Regions from separate parts of the Mus musculus genome. Here regions 1, 2, 4 and 5 are each linked to region 3. A link is a contact called in public promoter capture Hi-C data. All regions are on one chromosome and are shown on one strand. Each heading gives the region's core, a stretch centred on a gene start, on an enhancer-like site or on the middle of the called end of the contact. The rest is flanking DNA. Distances are from core to core; before and after follow the strand shown.

The links. Promoter capture Hi-C pulls out the DNA fragments that hold promoters and counts their contacts. Capture Hi-C pulls out chosen DNA fragments and counts their contacts.
Region 1: a promoter capture Hi-C map of adipose tissue shows a contact between it and region 3, with 5 times the contacts expected there. The contact joins the promoter of Zfp85 here to the promoter of Zfp455 in region 3. A contact is called at or near these places in 6 of 39 promoter capture datasets (cranial neural crest, hippocampal neurons, liver and 2 more), 1 of 484 Hi-C or Micro-C datasets (embryonic fibroblasts), 2 of 115 datasets of contacts at active chromatin or transcription factors (bone marrow-derived macrophages and large pre-B cells) and 1 of 9 other capture datasets (adipose tissue).
Region 2: a promoter capture Hi-C map of liver shows a contact between it and region 3, with 6 times the contacts expected there. The contact joins the promoter of Zfp273 here to the promoter of Zfp455 in region 3. A contact is called at or near these places in 6 of 39 promoter capture datasets (cranial neural crest, embryonic stem cells, frontonasal cranial neural crest and 3 more), 2 of 484 Hi-C or Micro-C datasets (cardiomyocytes and regulatory T cells), 5 of 115 datasets of contacts at active chromatin or transcription factors (bone marrow-derived macrophages, microglia, pro-B cells and 1 more) and 3 of 9 other capture datasets (adipose tissue, liver and macrophages).
Region 4: a contact with region 3 is called in a promoter capture Hi-C map of neutrophils. The contact joins the promoter of BC048507 here to the promoter of Zfp455 in region 3. A contact is called at or near these places in 13 of 39 promoter capture datasets (the 3T3-L1 cell line, the C10 cell line, the HPC-7 cell line and 9 more), 1 of 484 Hi-C or Micro-C datasets (embryonic stem cells) and 4 of 115 datasets of contacts at active chromatin or transcription factors (craniofacial prominence, embryonic stem cells and fibro-adipogenic progenitors).
Region 5: a promoter capture Hi-C map of liver shows a contact between it and region 3, with 5 times the contacts expected there. The contact joins the promoter of Zfp85os here to the promoter of Zfp455 in region 3. A contact is called at or near these places in 7 of 39 promoter capture datasets (the C10 cell line, the HPC-7 cell line, cranial neural crest and 4 more), 1 of 484 Hi-C or Micro-C datasets (nephron progenitors), 1 of 115 datasets of contacts at active chromatin or transcription factors (bone marrow-derived macrophages) and 2 of 9 other capture datasets (adipose tissue and liver).

What each region holds. Positions count from the first base shown.
Region 1 is chr13:67,753,944-67,758,251 of GRCm38.p6, forward strand. Zfp85 (zinc finger protein 85) reads right to left here and starts at 1,259. Exons shown (of 4, transcript NM_001001130.3): 1 at 1,120-1,259. The coding sequence starts at 1,125. It overlaps Zfp85os (zinc finger protein 85, opposite strand), which reads left to right. Exons shown (of 3, transcript NR_027969.1): 3 at 636-2,895.
Region 2 is chr13:67,811,234-67,815,090 of GRCm38.p6, forward strand. Zfp273 (zinc finger protein 273) reads left to right here and starts at 2,583. Exons shown (of 4, transcript NM_198322.3): 1 at 2,583-2,663. The coding sequence starts at 2,658. All of the region lies in intron 2 of 4930525G20Rik (RIKEN cDNA 4930525G20 gene), which reads right to left. It also overlaps the pseudogene Gm9625.
Region 3 is chr13:67,191,813-67,195,873 of GRCm38.p6, forward strand. It overlaps Zfp455 (zinc finger protein 455), which reads left to right and starts at 2,694. Exons shown (of 4, transcript NM_001048204.1): 1 at 2,694-2,782. The coding sequence starts at 2,777.
Region 4 is chr13:67,860,652-67,865,010 of GRCm38.p6, forward strand. BC048507 (cDNA sequence BC048507) reads left to right here and starts at 2,675. Exons shown (of 1, transcript NM_001001185.3): 1 at 2,675-3,272. The coding sequence starts at 2,855. The coding sequence ends at 3,124.
Region 5 is chr13:67,726,933-67,730,901 of GRCm38.p6, forward strand. Zfp85os (zinc finger protein 85, opposite strand) reads left to right here and starts at 2,330. Exons shown (of 3, transcript NR_027969.1): 1 at 2,330-2,770. Zfp65 (zinc finger protein 65) reads right to left here and starts at 2,241. Exons shown (of 4, transcript NM_145622.2): 1 at 2,129-2,241. The coding sequence starts at 2,134.

The sequences.
Region 1 (4,308 bases), core at 9-2,508, 560 kb after region 3:
GTATCACCTCTACCTTCTAAGAAACGGGATCTAAGGTACAAGAAAATGTACTTTTCACACCATAAAATGTAAAATGACATGTTCTTAGTTTCCTGAACATTAATGGCATTGACTAGAAAGTGTCCATATTATTGTAATTATAGTTAGATAATACATAGAAAATACTGGTATTATGATAATGTAGTTTAAAGCCCATGCTTCTTAGGTATAGATTTGAATGCTGTAAGTCAGTCTCCAGCACACAAATCAATTTGACTGAAGTGTGGCAAAAACAGCACAAAGGACAGAGTGAGCAAAGGCTGTATACAAAGCACGGGGTGAGCAGCTGGCTGTATACAAATGCCATGGGGAGCAGACTGTTGTATACAATCACAAGACCTTTAGTGAGCCACATTTCTTCAACCCCATCTCTCAATCTTTCCACACAATACAAATACCTGGGCAACTTATCTCTCCTTTCACAAAAGGAGTCCAAATTTCTGACATCGCAGTCTCTGGTGCAATTGTATGTGGTAATATTCTCTAGTATTTTCCACTCTGCAGTGTTGTAGGATCAGTGATAGCTGGGAAGGTACAAAGCTCAGAGTGCCCCCTCGATGAGAATTTTTTTTTTTTTTTTTTTTTGCCTCATACAGGTGTGTGAATGTGAGGGTTCTGTCACAGTGGGTAAAGGAGTGATTCCTATCCAAAGTGAGCCGCCCTGAAAACAATTTATCACAAAGAAAACGGGACGAACATCCCATACACCAAACTCCCCCGCCAGAACTCACTGTCCTGGAAACTATGAGCCACACGAACTCAAAACAAGAGTCCTGGGCCTGTCATAGAATATGGGAGGGCTCAGAAAAACCCACTTGCTCTAGATTTCCTGAGGGATCTGACAACAGCAATGTGAAAGCTAGTAACAGCAAGCTTCCCCAGCCAAGGTGCTGTGTGAGCTTTCATCACAGCCTGTCTCTGGCATGGTCAGCCAAGCCACCCCTAAGCCTAGATCTGCACTGCACATCCAAATGGGCTTCTCTCCGCCTCCTGCCCAGCCCTCCCCCGCTCCCTGCACGCCGGACCCGCCTACCCGCAGAGTTCCTGGATTTGCAAGTCTAGGCTGCACCCGGGACCAACCTTCATGTTAAGCGCGAAGAACAAGCCACACTGTCCCAACTTTGAGAACACCGCAGAGTTTGGAGAATCACAAACGTAAAAAGAACCCGGAAGCACAGAGAGCAGAGTCCTGTCTAGCGGGGTCATACAGAAAGAGAGAGAGAGACTACATTTCCCAGAAGTCTACGCGAAGGACTACCCGGAACCAAAGAAGGCAAAGAATTTAAAGCGCATGGATTGTATGTAACTGGAATTAGGCTGCTTTTAAAAATCCCAAATTTACAAAGGGCATTTTGAGAATATGAGTCCAGCCTTTAACGGTAATATGTATTAGATTTACTTCTTACTCTGATCAATGCTGTGACTTAAAAAGCTCAGGGGTTCCTAGAATCTTATGGGGGGCAGAAAAAAAATCACATTGAGTCAATTTTACTTTAAAATAACGGAGCAAGAAGCTACTTTAGGGCACACCACAAACTCTTTAGGATAGTTTTTGAAACCAAGTTTCCTGGAAATATTCTGAAATCTCAGCTACTCTGGGGTTTGAGACAGAAGAATCACAAGTCTATGTCCCAAATTACACAGTACCAAAAGAGATGGGGGCTACTCACTGGTGAAGCACTTGCCTGGAGTGAAGGAGGCCTTGGTTTAATACCCATTATGACACTAAATCAAAGAGGAAAAAAAAATAACCGAACAGATTTGATGTGTACACTGAAATCCACGGTTTGGGGCGTGGACTAGGGAACACAGATGTCTCTTACCTATAAGTCCCAGAAACCCTTTGAGATTTTCATCTGTCCTTAGTCCCCTTGTCCACACGTTCCTCCGATATCCGTGTAAACAATTTAACATTTGAGAGAGCTTCACCAGATTCTCTTTCACAATCTCATACAACTATTCACCACCAAATGTTCTTCCTGGCTCCTCTCCCAGTTAGAGGAAAACTGGTCTTGGAATCAGTATGGTGTGTGAACTGACTCCTGACCCACTATCCAACACTCATCATAAGATTTCTCTCTGTATTACTTCGGATCTGCCCTATTCAACTTCCAGTCTCTTTCTGGACTCCTTACATTACTCCCATTCATGTGGAAGTACTTAAAGGTTCTTTTGTTTTGTTTTGTTTTTTGCTTGAAGTTCACTCTATTCCCTCATCTCATAACACAGGAATGAATCTTCCTTTAATACAAAGGTATCAGAAATATGTTCCTGATCATACAGAATGAACTCATTGCAAGAAAGGGGCTGGACTGACACCACGGAGTGATGGGACTCCCTATCTCGTGTGTATGTATTCCTGTACTGGTAACATCTGAGACCCAACGATAAACCCCACGAGAGGAAAGAGTTTGTTTTCGTGCCATGGTCACTGATTCACAATGAGATTACTTCTTGGATGAGAGAGTGGGAAGATCAGATTGTTCTTTTTTTGTTTCATCACCAGAAAGAAATTGTGCTGGGTTTTATATCAATTTGACACAAGCTAAAGTCATCAGAGGAGGAAGCCTCAGTGAGAAAAAGCCTCTATATGGTTGGGCTGTGGGCAAGCCTGTAGGGCATTTCATCTTCACAATAAGTAATAGATGTAGGAGGGCCTAGGATGTTGTGGGTGGTGCCAACCTTGGGCTGGGGTCCTGGGTTCTCTAAGAATCAGGCTGAGTAAGCAACACCTCTCCATGGCCTTGCATCTGCTCCTGCTTCCAGATTCCTGCCCTGTTTGAGGTTCTGTCTTGGCTTTCTCCAATGGACAGTAGTCCAGGATATGTAAACCAAATAAACCCTCTTGTCCCCGTGATTGCTATTCTTGACACTTGACTACTTTCTGGAATTAACTGGATTCCGGAAATGGAGGATACCCTGTGAGGGATTTTTCTGCTTGGTTTGAAGTCAGTGGTTTCGCTTCTAGTCCAGTCTTTTGAGATAGGGAGGCACATGACTTTGATCCCAACCTTGAGCTGGGAAGATACACCTTTCATCTGGACCACACCGTCTTCTCAAATCCTATAAAACAATGAGTTTTAACCTGTGGGTTATGTCCCCCTTCAGGGTCGAACAATCCTTTCACAAGAGGGGAGATGACTGGGGTGGGACTCGGTTAAAGCAGGACAGAATCCATCCCGCTCCTATGTGAAGATGAGGTAGGTCCAAGTGATTCTTGGGACTGTAGATGCTGGATCCCTTCAGACACTGATGGTCCTGGAATGGTTCAATGTGGGGACTATAAGACAGGGGAATCTACTCCTCCCCCACAGGGCCCAGAACAGAGAGAGTCTAGGAATCTTTCTTAGGATTTTATTCAGCCTCTGAGTCATTGACTGGATAACTAAACAGAGGAGCCTTGCTTAAAAACACAGAATTTCAGCTAAGGAGGAGGGAGACCCAGCAGTCCAAACAGTCTGGTGTCTCCTGTGCTGGCTAGTCTTACGTTAACTCAAAAGGAAGGGACCTTGAGAAAATGTCTCCATAAGATCCAGCTGCAGAGCATTGTTTTAGTGATTAACTCTGAGGGTGTATCCTTATAGATGCTGTCATCCCTGGGCTAGTGGTCCCATGTTCTATATGAAAACAGGCTGAGTAAGCCATGCTGAGCAAGCCAGTCAGGAGCACTCCTCCATGGCTTCTGCATCTACTCCAACCTTGAGGTTCCTATCCTGACTCCTTTGATCATGAACAGTGATATGGAATTTTTAGCCAAATAAACCCTTTCTTCCCCAACTTGCTTTTGGACATAGTGCTTCACCGCAGAAACTTTAACCCTAGGACAGAAGTTGCTACCAGGACTGTAGAGTACTGCTGTGACAGATACGGCCATATTGCTGGGGGTTGGGGGGAGTGTGTAAGGACTTTGAAACCTTGTCCTAGAAGAGCCCTTGAGTATTCAGAGCTCAGTGAGCTGTTCTGAGATTTGAAGATAAGAATGTTGGAAGCAGTATAGTTTACAGAATAATGGCTTGTGAAATTCCAGAGGGAAACAAAGACTCTACCAGGCCACTAAGAACCTGTGGCGTCAGGTCCATTGGAGCTGAAGAATCACCTGTGATTAACAAGAGACCAGAACCGATAAAATAAAACCTTTGTTTTTCTGAGACAATTAATGTTGGTTAGCTGGAGCTGAGAAATTAGCAGTGATTAAGAAGAGACCAGCATCATGGAGGTGAAATCTAGTGCTTCCAGAAAGTCAGCACACAGAAATTGTGACCACAGCTT
Region 2 (3,857 bases), core at 1,333-3,832, 620 kb after region 3:
TTGAGAAAGATGGAAATAAAGGCTTACTTCTCTTAAAAAAAAAAAAAAAAAAGAGTCCACATTCCCCATCAGATCACTTATATCCTGCTATTCTCTCTGTTGCCTCCTGCCCCTCCTGGGCCTTGGAAATGGTTCCTTTTAACTTTCCTAATTTCTGTAGTCAGTCCAGTGATTGTACTCACATCTGAACATCTGGAATTAGCAACTGCAGAGAGAACATATGATATTTGTCTTTCTTGGTTTGAGTTACCTTGCTCAGTACAATTACTCTTTCCCAGTTCTATTTATCTGAAAATTTTATTATTGATTTTTCTTTCCAGCTGAATAACATTCCATTTCACATATGGACCATATTTTTATTACCAATTAATCTATTGAAGGACATTTGGAATGTTAATATTTACTAAGTAGAGCAGCAATGGTCGTGGCTGAGCAAGTGTCTGTGAAGCACACTGGAGGCTCTTCTGGGCATTTGCTAAGAACTGGTACAGCTGAGTCATATGGTAAGTGCCCTTGTTAGGGTTACTATTGCTGTGATGAAATACCATGACCATAAATCAAGTTGTGGAGGAAAGGGTTTATTTTTTTTTAGAGTTGCATATGGTAGTCTGTGGGCTTGTGTACTGTAGTCTTTCCACAGAGGTCACCCTGCTGGGTGCAAGGGTTCAAGCAAAAGTGAGAGAATGGGAGCAGGAAGGGGGAGTCATTTCCTCTGCCTCTGCTGCTGCAGCTGGATCCACCTCTGTCTTCAGCATTGCAGTCTCAGTTGCTCCATGTTACCCTACACTGAGTCAGGCCAGGCTGGTCTCACTAGCCAGCAAGGAGTGTGAGGGAGGTTCAGGTGGCATTTTGGGAGAGCAGACCTCTTGCCACACCACCTCCAGTAGGATCTGTGTTACAAGTTCCACAGACTAAGGCAATTGACCTCAAAAGGGGGAGGCCTCCTGGAACCAGTTGTTGAACTCTTCACCAGAGAAAAAATTTTGAGTCGTAGTTCTCATGTCAATCTATCTGTTTTGTTTTCTCTTATTCCTTTTCTTATTTATATGTTCCTGGTAGCCTAGGCCAAGATCTTAAGTGAGAATAATGGGTAAGAAATAATCCCTAGAGATTGGGCCACTAACATGACCTTAACCCCAGGGAAACCAACACTTTACTTTCTAAATCATTTACAAAATTATTATGATAAAAACTTTCCCAACAATAAAATTTCATATGGCTACACATGTGTCATCGGAGGTGGATTTTGGTATATGTTAAAGAAAGCCTTAATTAGGAAGAATTAAAGTAGTTTAAATTTATACACTGAAGATTATAAAAAATCAGGCACTAGATGTTAAATAATTCCATGGGGCTGGAAAGTTAGTTTAGCACTGATCATTAAAGATTTATTAACCTGCTCCTAGAAATATGCCACTAGCTTTGGACGGCAGCCCCCACTGGATACATCCTTTTAGAATTGTTATATTTTGATGATTTATGATGATGTTACCTGTTCTGTTTGCAATGCACTGAATACATGGTTTCAGAGTTGTAATGCTTGGATGATTTTTCTACTTTACTGTGCCAAATGATTTTTGTTGGTATCTGTGAATGTTTCATTTGGATGTAGTTTCTAAGAGATGTAATGTTTAGTTTTTTAATGTATAATATCTCCTGCTTGAGAGCTGCAGAATACACTCAGATTCAAACTGCCTATGTGTTTGTTTCTATTTGTCACTGTCAAAACCTTATCCACCTAGCTTCAAGGACCCTCATTCCAGGGACCCTCATACTTGACTGTGGTGCTCCGCGGCAATCTCTTATGATAGAAATCCTATGATGAGTGATGAATAGTGTGTCAAGAGTCAGTTCACTGGCCATATTGAGCCCAAGATCAGTTTTCCTCCCATTGAGAGTAGAGCCAGGAGCTGGAAGAACATCTGGTGGTGAATAGTTGTGTGAGATTGTGAAAGAGAATCCGGTAAAGCTCTGGCACAGCTCTCTCAAATATTAAATTGTTTACACGGATTAATTGAGGAACGTGTGGACAAGGGACTAAGGACAGAAGAAAATCTCAAAGGGTTTCTGGGGCTTATCGGTAAGAGATATCTGTGTTTCCTAGCCCATATCCGCCCCAAACTGTGGATTTCAGTGTACACACCAAAATTGTTCTGTTTTTTGTTTTTGTTCTCCTCTTTGATTTAGTGTCATAATGGATGTTAAACCTAGGCCTCCTTTACTCCAGGCAAGTGCTTCACCAGTGAGTAGCCCCCCATCTCTTTTGGTAGTGTGTAATTTGGGACATAGACTTGTGATTCTTCTGTCTCAAACCCCTGAGCTTTTTAAGACACAGCATTGATCAGAGTAAGAAGTAAACTTAATACACATTACTGTAAAAGGCTGCACTCATATTCGCAAATTGCCCTTTGTAAATTTGGGATTTTTAAAGGAGCCTAATTCCAGTTAAATACAATCCATGACCTATAAACCCTCTGACTTCTTTGGTTCAGGGCAGTCCTTCGCATAGACTTCTGGGAAATGTAGTTTCTCTCTGCATGACCCCGCTAGACAGGACTCTGCTCTCTGTGCTTCCGGGTTCATTTTGCATTTGTGATTCTCCAAACTCTGCGGCGTTCTCAAAGTTCGGACAGTGTGGCTTGTTCTTCGCGCTTAACATGGAGGTTGGTCCCGGGTGCAGCCTAGACTTGCAAACCTCATGAACTCTGAGGTTGGGCGGGTCCGGCGTGCAGGGAGCCGGTGAGGGCTGGGCGGGAGGCGGAGAGAAGCCCACTTGGATGTGCAATGCAGATCTAGGCTTGGCCAGAGTGCAGGGGTGGGGCGCACGCACGGTGCCAGGAGCGAATGCTCTGTTAGGACGGAGCGACTGCCAGAGTCAATCATGTGTTTCAGGGACCTGAGAGGTGGCCTGCTAGTGCAAGAATGGAGATCGGAAAGCTTGAATCCTGTCTAGTGACGTCATGATTAGAGGGACTGCATTTCCCACAAGTCTATGCGAAGATCTCCAAAAGAGCGCTATTGCCCAAGGCTTTTCAATACCTTTAGGCTACTTTTAAAATACCAGATTTAAAGAGGTTGTTGTAGGAATATGATTCCACCTTTCAATGTCACTGTGTATTGAGTTTACGTCTTACTTTGATCGATATGTTGTGACTTTAAAAGCTCAGGTGTACCTAGAATCGTATGGCAGGAGGGAAAATGCACATTGACACAATTTTACCTTATGATAATGGAGCAAGGAGCTACACTGAGACACACCACATGGCTAGAGCAGGGTGGCTTGGCTGATCGTGCGGAAGCAGGCTATGATGAGAGCGCACACAGCCCCTTGGCTGGGGAAGCTTGCTGTTACTAGCTTTCACATTGCTATTGTCAGATCCCTCAGGAAATCTAGAGCAAGTGGGTTTTTCTGAGCCCTCCCATATTCTATGACAGGCCCAGGACTCTGGTTTTGAGTTCGTGTGGCTCATAGTTTCCAGGACAGGGAGTTCTGCGGGGGAGTTTGGTGTATGGGATGTTCGTCCCGTTTTCTTTGTGATAAATTGTTAGTTTTCAGGGCGGCTCACTTTGGATAGGAATCACTCCTTTACCCACTGTGACAGAACCCTCACATTCACACACCTGTATGAGGCAAAAAAAAAACAAAAAACAAAAACAAAAACAAAAAAAACAAAAAACAAAAAACAAAAAAACAAAACCAAAACCAAAACCTCATAGAGGGGGCGCTCTGAGCTTTGTACCTTCCCAGCTATCACTGATCCTATAGTACAGACTGGAAAATACTAGAAGATATTAACTCATAAAATTGCACCAGAGACTGCGATGTAAGAAATTTGTTTTCTTGTGGAAAGATTGAG
Region 3 (4,061 bases), core at 1,444-3,943:
TTCTTATGAGATTTTTTTCTGGTAGATCATCTAGGAAAGAAGATCGTCTCTACATATGTGTGTCTCTACACTTTAGCAGTAGTCCTTCGACGGTAAGGGCAGTGCCGAACAGAAGCATTCATTGGTCTCTCACTCATGAATGTGCTTTTGACTTGACCAACATCAGTTTCCATTCCAAGGAAACATCACATTTTGGAGGTGGGCTTCATTAGCCTTAAGAAAGTAAGCTTGTGAGTAGGCATGGGGAATTCAGAGTTCTTTACAAGACTCACAGGAGTCTCACTGATGAAGCTGATATAAACATTAAGGACTATAGAGGCTGAGAACCCTGTTATCACTGCAGCATCCTACAAGACAAGAATCGTCTGCAGGCATGCAACTTTCCTGAGTTCTTACCCAGAATCCAGTCACATGTCGCTGCCTTGAGCCACCTGTATTCCTGTGCTATCTCTCAATCAAATGCCTGTCAGCAAAACTAGTAAACTCTTGATTCATGATAGAGTCTTGGGTGGAATCTTTCCTACGTCTGTCATTACACCCTGGTCTGATGGGAGCAGACTCTTCTTCTGTTCTTCACTGGAAAAATCACAGAATGGAGTGTCTTATTCATTGTGGTGGAAACACATAAAGCAGTTTGATTTCCTGCTGGTGGTTGAAGAGCTGAGAAGTCATTCCACTTCAGGGAACATGGCAGCAAGCAGGCAGTCATGGTCCTGTGTAGGAGCAGACAGCTTACTCTTTGATCCACACTGGAGCACATACAGATAACTGGAAACTGCATGCTATTGTGTAATGAAAAAGCCTAGTGACATTTTCTTGTGACAAGGTCACACCTCCCACTCTTTCACAAATATTTCCCACCAACTGAGACCGAAGCATCAGTTGTATGAGGCTGTAGGGTACTATTCTCATTCTACAACCTCAGTGAATCTAAAGTTATAGACATTGTGAGATCCCCTATTCTTGTTATAGAGATGGGCAATCCTGGTACTTTGTCCAGAGCCAACATTAAATCTCCTCTGTGACAAGAGCACATCCATGGAAGTCTCTGCCTTGTGGAAGTGGAATTTCATTTGAAATTTTGATTTCATTGGAAAGCCCATTGTGGGGACTTTATGCTCATAACTACACTTTCAGGAAAGCTCTCCAGGTTCAGAACACAGCGACAAAGGAAACTCTCTTGGGGCCTGATACTAACCTAGATGAAAGCAGAACTGGACAGCACTGTATATGTTGTACTAGTTGTGGAGGCTCTGAGGTGCATCCTGTAGGTCAGCATGGAGCTTTGCAGCCATGCTAAGAGAAATGCTTCACCATGTAACTGGTAGGGTGTATACTGTCCTTCCTAATATCTTGGTGGGATCACACTTCATAAAACATGCAGGTGACAGCTAAGTGGACTTGGAACCCCACCATAGCCTCATGTTAGAAACATAGCAACATCTAGAAAGGGGATGTCTGTGCTTTAGAACACACAGATGAAGTTTAGGTTGACACTGTTCTTTGACATCCAAATGATTCAGCAACCACAGACCCAATGCATATGATGATGTAGGGGTTAGGTTTTCACAGCACATTCCTCTCGAACTTATTCTTATCCTTCCCTGCCTGGTCACTATTCCTCCTTTTGGAAAAGGCAGGTTTCCACTGGTCCATGGTAGGTTGAAGGAGTAATCTTGTAAGCACTTTGAAATAAGCAATTGATTGAATTACAACATCAAGAGACTTTGGGCTTTGACTGTCTTGGGACTATTAAAGTCTATGGGCATGTTGAGAAGTGAATTGTCTTTCTTAGAAACAGATGAAAGTGAAACTCTCAGAGGCTTCCAGGTTACAGAGTATGGTGTTTTTTTTTAACGTATTTGATTGTCAAATTCCAATAAACTTATTTGATATTTCTGATTTGTTTTTGAAATAATCATTTCTCTGTCCTGATTTTGAGAAACTGAGGTTAGTTCAGGGCAGATGCTTTGACTTTCAAAATATTGTCACATAGGAACACTTGTAGATCAGAGCAGGGAAAGGAAATTGAGTAAGAAAGATCAGACCTCTGCAGAGAGAATTCTAACAATGGATAATGGGCCAGTGGCCAGTACACATACCAGTGTGACCTCAGGAGCTGTGTCCTCCCAAGTGTAATCTGAGCAGGGGAAGGAACAACAACATCAACAACGGGCAAACATACCCAGTGGCTTATGTGTACCTGTGTTTGTGAACAACCATTGGAGACCGTTAAAATTGTAGTACAGCTCCCACTAAAAAGGAATTTCTTAAATATATATTAACATTTTAAAGTTTTAACTTTGTTAAATGATCTATACTCTCAATGTGTCCCTGACCAACTAACCACAGTATATACATCCTAATATTTACACAAAACTGTTTTTCATGATGTGGAATCTGATCCATGTATGTCTCATGCAGAGTGTAATTGCAAAGGAACAAGTATTATTTATTTATTTGCAATACTGAGTATTATGACAGAGTCTACATTAGAGTCGAGCGCTTTAAAGTAGGCCAAGTACCTACCATAGTACCTACCATAGTATAATAGTAAAGAAAACAGAGAGAAGGCTACAAATCTAAGACCAGGGAAAGACCACATTCAGTTCCAGGAATAGCTTCGCAAAGACTTCTGGGATATGTAGTCCAAGCAACTGTGCCATCACGAGGAGCCATCCAGGCAATCCCACTTTAGCTTTCGTTTTGTACATTGTGCCTTCCTCAAAGTTTTTGCGAGAGTCCTGAACGGCTGTACACGCCTGTTGTCTCTGTCATGGAGGTTGGTTCATGAAACAGCACAGCCTGGGGCTTTGTGCAAGCATCGGGCTGGGAAAAGGCGGGGAGAGTGGGTGTGGGGAAGGTGGGGACTGAGCGGACCTGGGCTTGGAGGGAGAACGGAAGAAAAGAAGCTGTTGGGATTTGTTGTGCTGATCTGGCTGGGTCACGTGAGGTTGCAGTTCTGGACCAGGAATGGGGCGATTGGGATTGTGTCTGAGGTGAGGGTTTTCATAGGACACCGCAGGGTGTCTTGGACATAGGAACAGACTGGTAGCAGGGGTCAGGATTGCAAGCTAGTGATGGTGAGATGACTACTTGCACCTGAGGCAGTGCTGGGAACTCTTTGACAGCTTTGCTGGGAAGCATGCTCCCCTAGCTGCCCCATTCTCAGGTGGATGCTGTCAGATGCCCCAGTCAGTACCTTTAGAGCAAATGGGGTACCTGGCCCCACTATCCTCTGTACCTGGCCTCCTCCTACGGTCCTGATTATGTTCATTTTCCCTATCAGTTAAGGAATTAAGAGAGAATAAAAATCCAAGTCCCAACAGGTCATAGATGGGAAAATCTGGAACAGAGCAGAGAGATCTGCCAGGATGGGAGGTCACTGAGAGTCTTTGACTATAGGTGAGGAAACACATGTAGTGGATACACAGAGGGAAGTCAGCAAAGCAGGCAACCTGCCACCTGGTTTTACCTTGAGGGCTGGGTTTCCTTAAACCTTGGATAGGTTTCCTGTTCATAAAGTAGGGTTGAATAATTGTAAATAAGACACAATGTCTGCTTGGCACACTATGATTATGTCAACGTGCCTTGATCAGGCCTTGAACCTGAGAACGTTTATGAGCAGGGTATTAGTATCTGGTGAAAATCTCGCGTGGCCTTGTTTTAGGGGGCCAGGCTTTTGTGTCAGGTCAGCAGGGTAAGGAAGAGCTCACAGACCTGTGTGTATTCTTGTGACTTAAAGTAAACAGACCTGTGATAGAAAGACACTTGAGCCTACTGTGAGGCACATTCCTGTCATCTCTGTATTTGTGAGGGGGAGGGGCAGGACCCTCTGGTCAACCCCTGCTTGATAGCAAATTCAAGGCCAATGTAGGCTACCTCAGTCTGTGTCAGAAAACATTTAATCATGCTTGATGGACGTGAGAAATACTCTCTATGATTCATTCCATGTCTTCCAGTGAGAGCCGTGGAAAACCCCTGCAATCAACACTTTGGTGTCTTACAAAGTACACATGCTTCCCTTCTGCCGACCCAATCCATGTGGGATTCAAACTTTG
Region 4 (4,359 bases), core at 1,425-3,924, 670 kb after region 3:
ATATCCTGAGTTTTGCAGGCAAATGGATGGAATGAGAAAATATGGTCCTGAGTGAGGTAACTCAGATCCAAAAGGACATGCATGGTATATACTCACTAATAAGTGGATATTAGCCAAAAGAAGAAAAACAACAACAACAACAACAACAAATGTACAGAATACCCAAGATACAGTGCACAGAACTCAAAAGGCTCAACAAACTGAAGTGCCCAAGTGAGGACACCCCAGTCCCACTTGGAAGAGAGAAGAAAGCAATCACAAGTGTGGAGGGAGGGAGGGACCTGGGAAGGAAAGTGGACTGTGTGTGTGTGTGTGTGTGTGTGTGTGTGTGTGTGTGTGTGAGAGAGAGAGAGAGAGAGAGAGAGAGAGAGAGAGAGAGAAAGTCGGGCGTGGTGGTGGCACATGCCTTTAATCCCAGCACTCAGGAGGCAGAGGCAGGCAGATTTCTGAGTTCAAGGCCAGCCTGGTCTACAAAGTGAGTTCCAGGACAGCCAGGGCTATACAGAGAAATCCTGTCTCGAAAAACCAAAACAAAAAACAAACAAACAAACAAAAAAGAAGAAAGAAAGAAAAAAGAAAAAGAAAAAAAGAAGCGGAGCCTTATTGGTGAAAGTGGGTGTCTTAGTTGGAGGTTCTGTTGCTGGGAAGAAACACCATGATCAAAAAGCAAATTGGTCAGGAAAGAGCTTATTCATCTTACACTTCCACATCATAGTTTAACATTGGGGGAAGTCAGGACAGGAACTCAAGCCGGACTGGAACCTGGAGGCAGGAGCTGATGCAGAGTCCTAGGAGGGGTGCTGCTTACTGGCTTGTTGCCCCTGGTTTACTCAGCCTGATCTCTTATAGAACCCAGGACCACCTGCCAAGGGGTGGCACCACCCACAATAGTCTGAGCCCTCCCCAGTTGATCACTAATTGAGAAAATGCCTTACCATTGGATTTCATGGAGTCATTTCCTCAAATGAGGGCCCTTTCTCTCTGATGACTCTAACTTGTATCATGTTGACACACAAAAGCAGCCAGTACTGAGGTGGTGGGCCAGGAACATGAGATTTACAGGCTGGCCCTACTTCCTGTCTGTGCTCTGCTTACTGTGTGTGATGTGTACTCTGACCTGGCACTTCCTGCCACCATATCATCCCTGCCTGCTGCCTTGTCTTCCCACCATGGTGGAATAATCCTGTTGAGCTGCAAGCCAGAATAAACCCTTCCTCCTCTCGTTGCTTTTTATTAAGCATTGGGTGATAGCATTGAGAGATGTAATTAATAAGACATGTACATATTTTTCCTGGAATTCTGTGCCATAGTGAACATATTAAACATTAATAAGTGCTTAAATTGCTATTAACTCTTTGTTTTTAAATGTAAAAGTTAGAAAGGAAAAGGGGCCCAGAATGGGGAAGAGATTTGTTATTTCTGTCTGTCCTCTTCCTCTTCCTCCTCCTCTCCCTCCTCCTCCTCTTCCTCTTCTTCCTCCTCTTCCTCCTCCTCTCCTCCTCCTCCTCTTTGTTTTTGGTTTGTTTGTTTTGTTCTGTTTTGTTTCTGTTGACATAGGTTTTCTCTGTAGCCCCAGCTGTCCTAAAACTGGCTCTGTAGACCCGGCTGGCCTTGAACTCACAGAGATCCATCCACCTGCCTCTGCCTCCCAAGTACTGTGATTAGTTGAATGGGCTGCCAAAGCCAGGAAGATTGCTCTTTTCTGCTAATCAGTGGCCCCATTTACTGCTGAGAAATGATAAGAACTAAGAGCTTATAGTAGTTATAAAGTTGGGGGTATCAGGCATGAGTCACTTGCAAAGGCTCGGAAATTTTTCTTGCATATCTGTGGGTAAATCTTGCTCTCTTAACCTTGTCTGGGAACTTGCAATTAACCAGAAGCTTCAAATAAGTAAAATGGGGGGAAAAATGGTAACGTAGGTACATCCAATTCAAATTGAAATATGATCTGAATCTTTATATAATTTCATGTATTAGCCAGGGCTGTGGGCAGTGTGCGGATTTTTCTGTTGCGGGTGGTTTGAGAATGTTTTCAGCTGATGCACAGTGCCATCTTCAGGTCTGTGAACACAGCTGCGAACATGTCAGCAAGGTATGACAGCAAATGTTATGGGTTAATTGAATCTTTCAGGAATATGAACACAGAGCTCCGGCGTGTGCCCGTATTTGGAAACAGGAGCATCACAGGTATAACTAATTAAGATGAAGCCATTAGAGGTTCATCAGGTCCCGCGTGTTTAAATCAGTCTTTCTGAAGTTTCTTAGGGAAATACGCTCATTTTTCCCCCTCGTGAAATAGACACAGTGCGCCGGGCGTGGTGGCGCACGCCTTTAATCCCAGGACTCGGGAGTCTGAGTTAGAGGCTAGCCTGGTCTACAAAGTGAGTTCCAGGACAGCCAAGGATATACAGAGAAACCCCGTCTCGAAAAACCAAAAAAAAAAAAAAAAAAAAGTTTTGATTTTATTGGAGAGTAGGCCGGTTCATTTAAAATATTTCCCTCAAGCAACAGCAGTGTCTGCTGCTTCCACTGCATTTCCTCACACATGTGAATTTCTGATTCATGAAAAGCCAGGTCTCCAGGGTTCGGCTCCCCACCTCAGAGGGTCAGCGGGTAATTGTGCAGTCACAATGAGGCGGTTTCTTGCTTTTTGTGACAAAATAAACCACCTACCAAATGGCTCCTGAAGGGGTAAAGAAAAGGTAGCAAACGCATACAGTTAAATATTTAGCTAAGAGATGCGCCACGGCTTCGGCTTCAGCAGGGACCGGCTGTCTGCTGCTGCTGCTTGAGCACCGCCAGCATCTTCCCTAGGGGCACGCAGCGGCCGATTGGCCCCTGCTCCGCGGTAACCATGTGCGATCGGAAGGCAGTGATAAAAACTGTAGACATGTCGGAAGAGATGCAGCAGGACTCGGTGAGGTGTGCTATCCAGGCGCTGGAGAAGTACAGCACAGAGAAGGATATTGCGGCCCATATCAAGAAGGAGTTTGACAAGAAGTACAACCCCACCTGGCACTGCATTGTGGGCCGGAACTTCGGTAGTTACGTGACGTACGAAACCAAACACTTCGTCTACTTCTACCTGGGTCAGGTGGCCATTCTTCTCTTCAAATCTGGGTAAAAGCGTGGACTGACTGCATCCTAAATGTCAAATACCAGAGTCCGGATCTTCAGCCTTGTTAAGGGAACGCCTCGTCTGAACCTGTTGTGTTCTGTAGAGGGCCTCATTCTCTGTACAAGTTTGTGGTTATAAAATTAGTGAAACAGCTTACATTTGTATTTATTTTCTAGCCCATACTTCTGTACCCTAGTTTTTTCTCCCTTAGGTCATTCCTTTAAAAATAAATCTGGTGGAGATGCCATAAAAAAAAGAAAAAAAAAAAAAAAAGAAAAATCTTAACACGGTTGCGCATGGGAGGTGGGTGTGGCGGGGGGCGGCGGGGGGGGGGGGAGATTAAGTTCAAGAAAACAGACCAGCCCTGTTTTCCTTCCTTTTATTTATGAGTTTTGACCTTGAATAACAACTGTTGGCCTTGGAGCTATGTTTTCTCTATAAGAAATATGCATTTGTCTTTCAAATCTTTTAGGATGGTTATAAAGAGATTGAATGTAAATCCAGTGTTGTTTGTTGAAGTCTATCATAACACATGCTAATGAGATCACTCATGCCCACCGAGATAGCGTCACTGCCTGTTCAGGCCACAAGATACTTCTTATGACAAGACACTTGAGGTATCTCCATTTCAAAATATTATTAACAGGGCTGGAGAGATGGCTCGGAGCTTAAGAGCACTGGCTGCTCTTCCAGAGGTCCAGAGTTCAATTCCCAGTATCCATATGGTGGCTCAGAGTGGCTCATAAGCATCTATAGTGAGAATTGGTGCCCTCTTCTGGCCTGCTAGCATACATGCAGGAAGAATGCTGACTACACGATAAATAAATAAATAAATAATCTTTAAAAATATTATTGGCAATTTAAAATATCTTCTAGTGTGTCTTTCTTTACCCCTCCCTCCCTCCCTCCCTCCCTCCCTCCCTCCCTCCCTCCCTCCCTCCCTCCCTCACTCCCTCCCTCCCTCCCTCCCTCCCTTTTTAAAGCTGAAAGGGAGAGATTTAATATGGCCACACTGGGAAGAGGAGCAAAGAAAACTGTCTTCCCTAAGTCCATAATTGGGGATCCTAAGGTGAGGATTTCATCAATGGATGAAAGCCCCTGTAACCCTGGGAGCCACTGTCACCTACTGTATTGTCTGAGTGGCATTGTTTCTGTACTGAGAGCTAGAATGGCATCTTTCATATTTATTTCCTGTTTATACCTTGTGCCCGTTATACCTTTACCACAACCAAAGTTTTGTT
Region 5 (3,969 bases), core at 1,080-3,579, 530 kb after region 3:
CAACAACAACAATATAAAAGATCATGCTGGCATTTGCCCTTAGTATACTACAAGATATCATAAGATAGAAAGGTTCCCTATGCACAAGGGTAAGTACGCTTAACAATGAAAATGGCCGTCTTAGCAAAATCAACCTACAAATTCAATGCACTTCTCACCAAAATTCCCACGTAATTCTTTACAGATCTTTAAAGAACAATTCTCAATTTGATAATTATATATATATATATATATATATATATATATATATATATATATAAAGGCCCATGTTGCTGTACCATCAATACATTGTAAGGAATGTGTTTTGATGTACAAGGCAGGATTCTGACTTCACATACTCCTATATTTTTCCTAAAGATTAGCAACATTAACTAGGAAATGTCTATTAATCTAGATAGGGTTGCAAACTCATTGAAAATCCCAGTAGATAGGACGGAGTTGTCTGAAGCCCATACTTCCTTAGAGTCAGCTTCAATGCCATGAGCCAGGCTCACTAATTCTTGATTTGACTGAAGAGTGACAATATAAGCAAGATCACCTGAGATAGGGGGAGGGGCTGTGGAGGAGAAACCCTGAAAAAGCAAACACAAAAACAAAAAAAAAAAATGAGTGTCTGACTGTGAATGCAAAACTCTTGTAAGGGGTCTGTGTGTGCAGAGACTGGTGGCCCATGTGGAAGTTCACGGAGGGGCAGAGCCTGGAATTCTGCAGGTTCAGGGTTGGCTGCCTTACCTTGGGCTGGTTTTCTCTTCAAGGGCAGTCATTACCTTACTCTGTAGTGGACCACACAGCTTGTGACAATAGTTTAAAAGAAACTCCCAGAATCCACTGACTAGGCAGAACATGAGCTTCTATCAGTCCAAAAGCTAAAATCTCATCAAATGGTATCTTTGGTGAATAGAACATCTCCCATGTCTCACAGTACATACCTCTATCAGACTCACATCAATGTATTTTAAAATTTACTTGGCTAATGACATTATTTGTTCTGTAAAACCATGAAACTGCTTCCAAGTTGGAGTATGGAATTTTCACTAAACTAAATCTGTCTTCTCAGATCATGGCCAATTAAATGGCTCTGGGCTAAACTATTCTCTTAACCCTTCAAGAGGAGAACTGTGCATTTTGCATGAACAGGAACCTACTATGTGTAAACCTTAAGACCCCCAAGTGTGCTACAGCTTTTGAAATTTATCTTACAGTCTCTCAAAGACAGTACAAAAACTTGGGGAATCCTTTCTAGAACTATCCAGGAAGCATCAGTAAACCAGAAAGCCACATTGAGGGACAGAGTACTTTTAGAAGAGATTAGTCACTGCTGATAATGTGAACAGACAGAAGTAAATCATGTGGTAAGAGAACAATGTTCAGAGCCTGGCCTATTAGCAGAGATATTTTCTCCCTTCCCTTTCAGGCATTCCAGCCCCTCCCTGCGATCTTTCTCTCATCACACAAGTGTACTATCCTATCAGAAATGCAGTCCAAATTTTGAAAAAATAAATATACTCAGATAGTATTATTGGGGCACTGCTGTCTAGTGATTTTAAGCTTAAGTGTAAAATCCATAATTATTTGGATTGTGCCAACATAAGTTCAAAACAATTCCAAGATTATTCTGTAGCTACATAGCCTTGTATTGTGACGACTCAGGTCACAGAGGTGTACATTAGGAATTCCTACTCAACCCGAGGCATCCATAAATCTAACAATTCATTCCAAAAGAAAAGAAACTAACATCCCACACAACAGTCGCCCTCACAAGACTCTCTGTCCCTGGAACTTCCGGAAGTTCTGTAAGTGCTGGGACTCAGACTACAATCACATGAGTAAGGGTCAGCTAGGCAGAGCAAAGTAGAATGCTCCCTTCAGCATCTCCGCACAGGCAGTCAGCAGACCCAGCCTGCCCTTGCCATCCCCTTGTCTCTAACATTCTTCCCGGCCAATCCTGCTCCTAGGGGCAGTGGCCCATCCTAGGTCAACACAGTACCTCCAGGTCGGCGGCCCCCTCGCCCCCCGCCCCCCCCCCCCCCCCGTCTCCCAACCAGCCTGAGCCAGCTCCCTCCGCGCCTGACCCGCCATCCTGCACAGTCCCTCAGATCTGTACGACCGCACTGCTCCCTGCACCAACCTCCATGTCAGGGATCCAAACCCAAGACACTCGATTAACTTTGGGGAGAAGCAAGGTTTAAGAACGAATCCGGAAGTTTGGTACCAACGGCCCCTTCTGGAGTCGTCATAATTGTTGGGACTACATCTCCCACAAATCAGTGTAAAGGACTTCCAGGAACACACCAAAGGAGTTCGGTGCACTGCCTGGGTACCTGCCTAAGTGTGAGCAAGTGAAATTGGAAAGAAACAGGCACATGGGCAGCCACAGGGCATTCGGGCTCTTTTGAAGTGCTGTGGTCTCAGCAAGGGATGTTAGCCTGTGAGTCGAGCCTTTCTCAGTAATGTTAATTATACATGCTAGTTATTTCTGCTAAAACGTGATTTTAAAGCTCAAATCTACTTATGAAATCATACTAACACATGGGAAATCATGCTTTCATGGTCTGCTTTACTTAAAAATAAGGAAGCAGGAAGGTAATGTAGGACTGAGCATTTCTTTAATGAAACCACGCTTGGTGATCCCGCCTGACATGCAGCATCTCAGGTGCTTAAGACAGAAGAACAGGAAATCAAAACTAGTCACCACCGGGTGTTCTCTGAGCACAGGCTTTCCTCCTCCCCATCTCCCAGCAGGAGGCGCAGAGCTCCTGGGATCACACTGGTGAGTCTACTGACTTTTGGTACACTGTGCACTATAGGATTTCCCTTGTTCCCTTTGATGTTCCTTATAGAATTTCCTCTCTCTCCTGATCATGCCATCATTCATGTTTCAGACTATTTAATATTTGGTATCTGTCTTGAACTTCCCTCACTTCTTTAGGAAAGTTTATTCCTGTGCAGTTCATGCTTGAGACAAAGGTATGAACCCCATCCATCACAAGGAAGATTTCATGTTTCTGTGATGCATTCTGATTCACAGGGAAACTGATTCAGAACAGAGACTATGTGAAGTTCCTATCAATTCTTGTATTCCAGGCAGTGTGTTAACCCAGGGATACAGCTCCACTTAGAGAAACTAGAGTCAAGCAGTACATTCACCTGAACACTTGATTGGCATGTCTGTTTAGAATGAGGTCATGACTAGTCTGTACTCCTCCTGAATGCTGCAGTGAAGGGCACTGTCATCAACCATAAGGCCTTAGCATTTCTGGACATGTCTAGGATTCCAGTGTACATGTGCATGTGCGTGTGTGTGCATGTATGTTTGTGTCTGTTACATGTAAACCTACCTGAGAGGGCACTGACTCCTCTGGGAGGTGCTGATCTGTGAGGATGCAGCATTCACCCTCAACTGTTCTGCAGTTTCCATTTCCTCCTAGTGGGATTGGTTAATTCAAGAGGAAGAGGAGGAACTAATATGGTATAGGAACAAAACGAACATGCAGAACCTAACTGAACATACAGGAAGCCCCATTTAGCATGATATTAGGGGCCCAGGCATACTTAGGGAGAGTTTACCACAGTCTGATTCTCAGGCCTTATATGTTTCCTTAGACCATGTTGGCAGTTTCAACTTTATCAGACATACTATCATTTTATAAAAACTTGATTATTTTAGTTTCACCCATACAAACATTCTGGATTAGCTGTGAGATTTGACCAAATTCCTCTAAAATCTATGTTCACTTACAGTAAGCGAAGGAGATTGTTATGTAGTTGAGAGTAGGTAATATTCTTACAGAGCATGAGTTTGTTTTCTAATAATACTGTCCTTGCCCAGGTGACTATGGCATGAGAGAAGGTTCCTGCACAAACGTGGACAAAAGAACGTATGCTAAAAGAAGGAACATTCATAATGTCCATTTGCCAGAGATCCTTAGGTCTGAGTCCTCTGAGATTAACTCCCGTAGGCAAAGAATG